Regions from separate parts of the Mus musculus genome. Here region 2 is linked to region 1. A link is a contact called in public promoter capture Hi-C data. All regions are on one chromosome and are shown on one strand. Each heading gives the region's core, a stretch centred on a gene start, on an enhancer-like site or on the middle of the called end of the contact. The rest is flanking DNA. Distances are from core to core; before and after follow the strand shown.

What was found. Promoter capture Hi-C pulls out the DNA fragments that hold promoters and counts their contacts.
Region 2: a promoter capture Hi-C map of liver shows a contact between it and region 1, with 2.0 times the contacts expected there. The contact joins the enhancer-like site here to the promoter of Akr1b7 in region 1. A contact is called at or near these places in 3 of 39 promoter capture datasets (cranial neural crest, embryonic stem cells and liver), 1 of 484 Hi-C or Micro-C datasets (liver) and 1 of 115 datasets of contacts at active chromatin or transcription factors (embryonic stem cells).

Annotation. Positions count from the first base shown.
Region 1 is chr6:34,410,315-34,414,419 of GRCm38.p6, reverse strand. Akr1b7 (aldo-keto reductase family 1, member B7) reads right to left here and starts at 2,058. Exons shown (of 10, transcript NM_009731.2): 1 at 1,945-2,058. The coding sequence starts at 2,010.
Region 2 is chr6:34,712,609-34,716,713 of GRCm38.p6, reverse strand. All of the region lies in intron 3 of Cald1 (caldesmon 1), which reads right to left. Gm38787 (a long non-coding RNA gene) reads left to right here. Exons shown (of 3, transcript XR_868972.2): 2 at 1-3,873. Among named protein-coding and RNA genes, the nearest start is that of Gm38787, 18 kb to the left of the region's middle. Within about 2 kb of position 1,908, at least 59 of the 459 cell types and tissues checked have an H3K27ac peak or open chromatin away from gene starts, as enhancers often do. A contact at or near this core is called in liver, where this site is marked.

The sequences.
Region 1 (4,105 bases), core at 809-3,308:
ACCTAACCAAGCCAGGTATTGGCTTAGGAGAGTAAGTACTCATCACGTACCTCTCTGCAGAGCATGGTGCTGCATGGCTGTAACACCACCATGAGAGGCACAAAGGTAGGAGGGCCAGGCTGTGGCTTTGAGGACAGCCTGGGGCACAATATTATCTCAGTCAATACAAAACAACATCTCACTGGATGTGGTGGCCCATGTTTTAATCCTAGCATTTGGGAGGTGAGTAGGAAAACCAGGAGTTCAGGGCCAGTCTCAGCCACATAATGAATTATTATAAGGTAACCAGGGCTGTGGAAGACTCTCAAACAACAGCCCATAAATAACTCTTCCCCTATTACTAAATCTAAAGGTTCTGTTTTTAAGCATCAAACCTTGAGAAGCACAGAGAGCAGAGATCAACAGCTCTGCCATCATGAGGAGAAGGAATTTCCAGAAACACAAAAGCACTGGGGCCCAGGGCCAAAGTGTCACCCTCCTGCTTGTCCACTGGTGAGCACAGAGTCCTTACCTCGAAAACAACTTCTTACAAATATTTACAAATGCTTTTGGAACTCTGAAAGTGCATTTCTTCTAAATTTGTCCAGGGTGAGTATCCTGGAGATTTGTAATTATTTGTCACCTTGAGGGAATGTGAAATTTCTACTCTGGTTGCAAGTCTCACCATTCTAGTAAGACCCCAATCTAATGTAGAAACAAAGAGAGAACCTACCCTCTGTGTAAAGAAAAGAGAAACAGAGGAAGACTGGAAATGAGTCTTGGACACAGGACAGATGGTGTGATGGTTTGTATATTCTTGGAGCAGGGAGTGGCACCGTCTGGAGGTGTGGCCTGGTTGGAGTAGGTGTGTCACTGTGGGTGTGGACTTAAGACTCTCACCCCAGTTGCCAGGAAGTCAGTCTTCCACTAGCAGCCTTTGGATGAAAACATAGAACTCTCAGCTCTGCCTGTGCCATGCCTGCCTGGATACTGCCATGCTCCCACCTTGATGATAATGGACTAAACCTCTGAACCTGTAAGCCAGCCCCAATTAAATGTTGTTTTTTATAAGACTTGCCTTGGTCGTGGTGTCTATTCACAGCAGTAAAACCCTAACTAAGACAGATGGGTTCCCAAACTACTCCTGAGCCAAGGATGAAGGCTCACACCTATAATCCCAGTATTCAAGAAGCTGAGGCAGGAGGATTACTCCAAATTTGATCAAGGTCATTTTAGGTTAGAGAGAGAGAAACCCTGTCTCAAGAAATCAAAATCAAAACTAAAAACAGCTCCTGGTTAACAAGCTGGCTACTCTCATGTTGTCAGTAATAGAAACAGCAAAGAAGGCAGAGTTAGAAGAAGATGGACCAATGTCAGACTTGTCCCAAGATTTCGTGAGAAATCTGTTTCACTGGGTACTGGGATGGGCCACAGAGCAACTTGCCAGTAGAGATTAACACAGCCAGGGCAGACTTTGAGCTGACTCCAATTCTGTGGCTCTCATGCTGCATGGGTCTTAAGGTGTGGGGGAATCACATGGAGATTTTGTAAACTGCCTGGGCCAGTCCAGTTGTCCTCTGCCTTTCCCACAAGCTCCCAGGCCACTCAGATGTTGGCATAGTCTTGCATCATAAGAGTGGGGTCATTAAGAACTCTATACTCTCTCTCAGTCACTCAGCCAGTAACAAACCAACAGAGACCCTCAGAGTCCCAAGGAAAGGCTTTCTAAGAGAAAACTTCCCTGAAAACAGTTTTCTCCCTGAAAAATTGTACAAATTTAAACCTGATATTCGCCAAGGAAGCTATTGTCATTTCTGGGAAAGGCTCATCTGCAACCCAAAGCAGCTGACAACAGGTGATAATGCTGGCCTTATCAAACCCAAGGCAGATAGATGCTCTGCACAGAAAAGAAAATGTCCAGACCTCCCCTCAAAGGCAGCAGGTGTCCCAAGACTGCACACTCACCTTCCAGGTGCCCAGGCCCACAAGGGGCATCTTGGCTTTGGTACTGAGTTCCACGAAGGTGGCCATGGTTGCTGCAGAGAGTTCTCTGAGTGAGCAGATGAAATGCCTGCTTTCTCTACAAGGAGGCTGGTGACATTTTTATGTCCTGGATAAAGGAGGCGGGCTCTTACCACATTGGCAAGCAGCCACAGCCAAGGGTTGGGGCATGAGAACAGGAACTTCATGTCAATCTTGTGCCACACTGATCATCGTAAACAAAGATTAAAGTCAGCACAGTGCAAAGGCTATCTGGGCAGAATGCATGCTTTATTGGGTATGCGGATCAGAGGTTTGTGAACCTAAGTGACATGGTTGAAAGGTCATCCAAGATGAACTGGTAAGTTTATTTGGGAAGGGTCATTGCCCTGGGAGTGGATATAACGCTAGTGAACTGCGTGGGTGCTCATGCAGTTTGAGGCAAATAAAAATGTCGAGGAAAAATGAGACATCTTTTACAGTAACTACTTTGAAATAACTGTCCTTGGCCACAAAACTAAGGGATGTCTGTTACAGAGGAAACTGGCAGGTGACCTTGTGGAAAGATTTTTTTTTTTTTTAAATGTAGGTCATGGACACCTTTCTAGAAATGCCTGTATCTGTGCGTTTTCTGTCAGATTGCAAGGCAAGAAGATTCCCTGAGGATGAAAATGACCTGCTAGCCACTGGGACAGGTTCTTTCCTAATGAAATTCTCTTTCTCCTTCCTTTGTTTTTCCTTTCTTCCTCGTTGCCTACTTTTCTTCTTCTTCTTCCTTTTCTTTTCTTTCAGATTTAGGGATTTGACCAATTGTGTTTTATAACGACATTAAAAAAAAAAAAAAACTGTGCCTGATTTGAAAACAATCTTTTGTGACTATGAAATGTCATGTACTCAACTGTGAAACGCAAGGATGGTTTATAAGGGTGAGAACCTGAAGCAGAATATCCCCATCACCTAAACTGCCATTCGCAGTGCTGTTTTCTTCTGTCTTTGCATATGTGTTTTATTAATAATGTCTCTGAGTATATATGTCTTAGTTCTTACATACTATACATATATTTTTGGAAGCTAACTTCATAAAACAAACTTTCTAAACATCTACAACAAGTCACTTTGACTTCATGTTTTGGTTTTGTTTCTTACTTTTGCATGTGCCCATGCACGCGTGTGCAGCCCTGTGGAGGCCATCCCAGGACATCAGATCCCCTGGAGGCTATAGGTGGTTGTGAGCCACTGGGTGTGGGAATTGAACATGGGTCCTCGGTTAGAGCAGCATGTTCTTTTAACCGCTAAGCCTTCTTTCCAGCCCTAAAACACCATTTTAAAATTACTTTTACCACATACATTTTAATGGTTGCAAAAGATTTTATTTTGTCAACATTTATTTGGTCATTTCCACTATTCTTAAATATTTAGTTTGTTTTCGATTGGTTTATAATAGGAATGAGTAATATCCCTAAGTGTACCATTGTAGGTATTTCATAGAAGTTCCATATCCCAGGACACTGACAATTACTGCCCCAGTATGTGCAGAGGGTTCCCTCTGTATTTCTTGAGTCTTCGCACATGGGATAGTCTACATGTGCTGTAGAATCTAGCTGAAAGAAGAGCACCAGCTAGCCACCACGTAGTTAGAATTGTAAAACAATGTCATGTACTGGCATACACTTGTCACAGTCAGGTAAATTGGACTCAGGGAGTAGGCTCTGTGGCTAGAGACTGGATAGTCATATGGACATCTCTGAAGCCTACACACAGGGCTCACCCCATCAAAGACCAGATAACTAGGCAAGAAAGCTAAAGATCAGGTAGAAATCATAGCCAAGCTCCATCTCACACTGTGACGTCTCTACATGTTCCCCTCTCTGAAATCCCACTGACACATGGAAAGAGAAGATCCTAAATGCATATATTTCAATCCAGAAATAAATGGGAGTAAAATGAAATACAGAAGGAGACAGGGTCAGGAAGTGAACTAGGTTGAAGCTTTATCAGTACTAAAGATCCTGCAGACTACTTTGCCATGGCTGACTAGAACATCGAGATTGTAGGTAGAGGAAATGCTAGACAACACAGAGCCCCGTTTACAGTCTTCTTATCTACTCTGACGTCTTCATGAACTTCCGATAAGACTTTTGGAATG
Region 2 (4,105 bases), core at 659-3,158, 300 kb before region 1:
CTCATTTAGGACAAATAAGAAAAATGAGGAAGTCTATTTTTTTTTTTTTTTTTGCCTCAGTGTTTAGCAAATGTCCTTGAAGACTGGACTTGTCCTGAAGACAGTTGTGTGGGACCTGCTTCCTAGTGGGAACTAAACAAAGCAAGTACAACCAGAGACAAAGAACTCTTGACTTTCTGAAAAGTGGGATATGATAATGAATGCAGGTCAATCACAGACTCAATTCCACCGCATTTGCCCCAGCCTCGGGGGCTCTGGGGTTTCTGAAAAATGGGATGCTCAGAATCAAAAGCAGGGGTGTGGTATACTGATTGAAGCTTCCACCGGGATTCGTTGCTGTGGGGACTAGTTCCCTTAGCTTCCGCTAGCCTTTCCACAGGTGGAGAAGGCAGAGCACAGTGAACTTAGCAACCTATCCGCTGCTGGTATTTTTCTTATGGCTGTAGCCTTCAGGGAAGAAGTGTAACTTCTGACTCACACTGTCTTCTGCACACGGTTGCTTGGCTACGTGTGTTCCATCAAAACATCATGGCGGTGAGAGCTAGAAAAGGCCGTTCTACACATCACCTTGTGGTGGACAGGAAGCAGAGAGCAACTGGAAACTACCAGGACAAGGATCTATCCTCTAAAACCTGGACCCCAACCCCAGCCCCCTGCCTGGTGACCTGTTAGACGCCACCTCCTCAAGCTTCCGTAATCCTACAAAACAGCAACCATCAGCTGGGGACCAAGTGTACAACACATGGGCTTGTGTGGAGACACTTTAAACCATCATTCACTCAGTGATTAATAGTGGTCACTTCATTCTCTTCCCCTGGAAACCCCACAGGGGTGTGATTTGCTTGCTGCCTTCGGTAGAATCCACTGCTGTATGCATACAGTGTTTCCCTTCCTAACATGCTAAAGCGGCCAGTGCATGGTCTTCTCTGAAGGATGGGGAGACCATTCGTACTTGGCTGTTATCTTAACCTTCGTCTGAGACTTTCAAAATGAAGGACAAAACCATGTGGAGGATGAAACTCTAGAAAAGGAGAGTGAAGCAGTCTACTCACCAGCCCCGGGTTACAGACTTGGTCCCCAGGCTTGCTATACTGTAGTGTGGAGGGGGCACTACTGTTAATAAGTGGGTCCCACTTAGAAGAAGTTAGCAGGAGAATGTCTATGAACTGGCCTTTTTGTGTCTTTTTGTTTCCCAGAAACCAAGTCTGTAGACCGTGTCTTCCACCACACACTTGTGCCATGATGCTACACCACAAAAAAGGCCCAAAGTCATAAGGCCAAATGATCAGAGACCAACACCTCTGCATCAATGGACCCAAACAAAAGAAGTTCATCAGCTCGGGCATTTTTGTCAAAGAAAACACTGAAGTACACAATCAGTAAGCAGCCATGGGAAGGGAAAACACAGAGAGAATTAAATAAAGCCGGCAGACGTGGCTTGGAAGGAGGAGATGTCCAGAGTTACTTAGAGTCTAAACAGGAACCCAGCACAGGTTGAAGGACACATTCATTTTAATCAGCATCTGTATGTGATGAGGTTGATAATAAATTAGGAAGGAAATGTGAAAGACCGATGAGAAAAACATAGCCTATTTTATCTACAAGTTTATTGTTTTAAACTGCCCTTACCAAACAATTTTGTTTAACGTAAGTTGCCTTTAATAAAACGTGGCCTTAAACACAGAGGAAATTGATGTTGATCAAACTTGTGGTGTAAAACGTAGCATCAGGCAAAGTGTGCCCTTCACAAATCTGCTCAGAACTTAACAACCCAACGACCACCTAGTTGCTTTTTTGATTTCTACAACCAGCAAAAATATTTAAGGGGGGAGGGGGAGGAAGATGACCTAATTGGGTTTCTTAACTACAAAGCTGGTTACAACATCACAACCAAATACCACTCTGAAAACTTCACTTACGAGGTTGCATCATACGGACTCTTGCCTGGCTCTATGGAGAACACATGGTCTCCCTAAGTGTTCCTCTGATACTAAGTTTTCATTGGGAAAGCAAGGTTGTTTAATAACAGCTTCACTAGGTTTTTGTCCTTAATGTTTTTCTGTATACTTTGATGGATGGTGGGTGTCTCTGTTCACCTTTCCACACAGCAGACATTAGCATCTCCTGTATCATGGCCTCGCCATGTCGAAGCAGGCTGAAGTGACTTTTTGAGATCATGGTGTCATTTACAGGAGTTAGTTCAGAATTGAGGCTCTCTGAGGCATACGAATGCGCTCACACACACACACACACACACACACACACACACACACACACACACACATTTGGGCAGTAGATAAAGGGTGATGGCAAAGCTTACTTATGAAGCGTTTGGGAGGTTACAGAATGACATAAGCTTGGGGACAGAGCCTGGGCTTTGTTCTTTTCAATGTTCTTAGTGCCCGATACAACATACTAACTAGTACAGGAAACTCAGAATATTTGTTGAATGAATAGATGGAAGTGAGGGAGGTTTACAGATTCTAAAAGACTCCTCTTAAAAATTCAATTAGGGCTGGAAACAAATCCAGCCAGTGCTACATTTATAGAAAAGCCTTTCCAAAACTTTCATTTGTAAATTGGGTTTTGGAGCTTCAGCACCATTCCACATGGTAGCTGGGACTTCAGGCCAGAGAGTCCACAGCCACCTTTTCAGCCCCAAGGTACGTGGGAAAGTAGAGCAGAGGCGTGCAGCTGTGCGCCTGTGGGAAATGCATCCTCACCACCCAGTTAGGAATGCCAGGGATGCCAGGGACAAGTCGGGGAGCTGAGCTCTCTGCGCCTGTACCTGCCTTGTTGGACCAACCTCTACAGAGCCACTTTTGATGGGTGAAGAAAGATTGGATACACAGCATAACGTGAGGCCTTATCCCCCAACCAAGGCAGGGGAGAGGGAAGAGGAAGAGTCACAAAAAACGGCGTCCACTGTGGTGACCAGGTGCCTGGATGGCGAACCGGCCATTCACAGGGGAGACAGACTCAGAGAATCAAGACTATTTCCATGGTGGCTTGCAGGAACCCTACAATCACATTTCAGCAACAGCCTTGACTGAGTGATCAATCCTTGCAAAGCAAAATTATCCATTCTATACCTTTCTTCCCTATGTTTCATGAATACTGTCATTTTACTCCTCCCCAGAGAAGAGGCCTAGAAAGCTCAATCCCTTAAAACCCATCTTTGGGGCTGGAGAGACGGTGAAGCCAGCAAAAGTGCCTATCACACAAGCCCGGGTTTGGTCCCTGGAACCCACAGAAGGCTAGATGCAGTGACTCATATCTGCAAGACTAGTGCCCTTATGGCAAGATGAGAGACAGAGACTGAACAGGCCGGAAGTTCACAGGCCAGCTAGCCTGGAGTGCACTAGGCAGTGGAACTCAGAGAGACACGCCTCAGCAAGGGAAAAGGAGAGAAATGACTCATGAAGTTTGTCCTCTGACCTCCATGCCTGCACCAGTATTCACACACACACACACACACACACACACACACACACACACACACACACTCATACTTAACACATCACATCACACACATACTCTTACACACATCACACACTCATACTTAGGCTTACATCACATCACACACTTACACCTCTCTCTCTCTCTCTCTCTCTCTCTCTCTCTCTCTCTCTCTCTCTCTCTTTCTCTCTCTCTTGCGCGCTCGCGCGCACACACACACACACACAAATCCAATTTGTAACGCAAAGCAAGAATCACAAAATACACATGCTGCTTTCTTTGTAAGAGAAGACAGTCTAGGGGCCGTTACCTTTCTTTCTGACACACTCTAACCTGTGGCTTCCCTGACACCCTGGGCTACTGTCGACCAGAGTGGGACATGAAAAGCAATCTGACTGCCAGCTTCTAGAGAAGGTAAAGGTGACAATAAAGAGGCGGTGGGCACAGCTTGGGGTGAGTATCTCTGCTTCACAGCACATCTAAGAATAACACTGAAGATGACAACTCCCAGACACTGGAAATTATTTTAAATGGGCTGTAATGTTGCTCATAAGAGGGGAAAGAAATACTTTCTGTTATTAATAGGAAAGCTATCCTATTGGAAAATCAAAATGTTACATCCCCTGGCACACTGGATAAAACAATA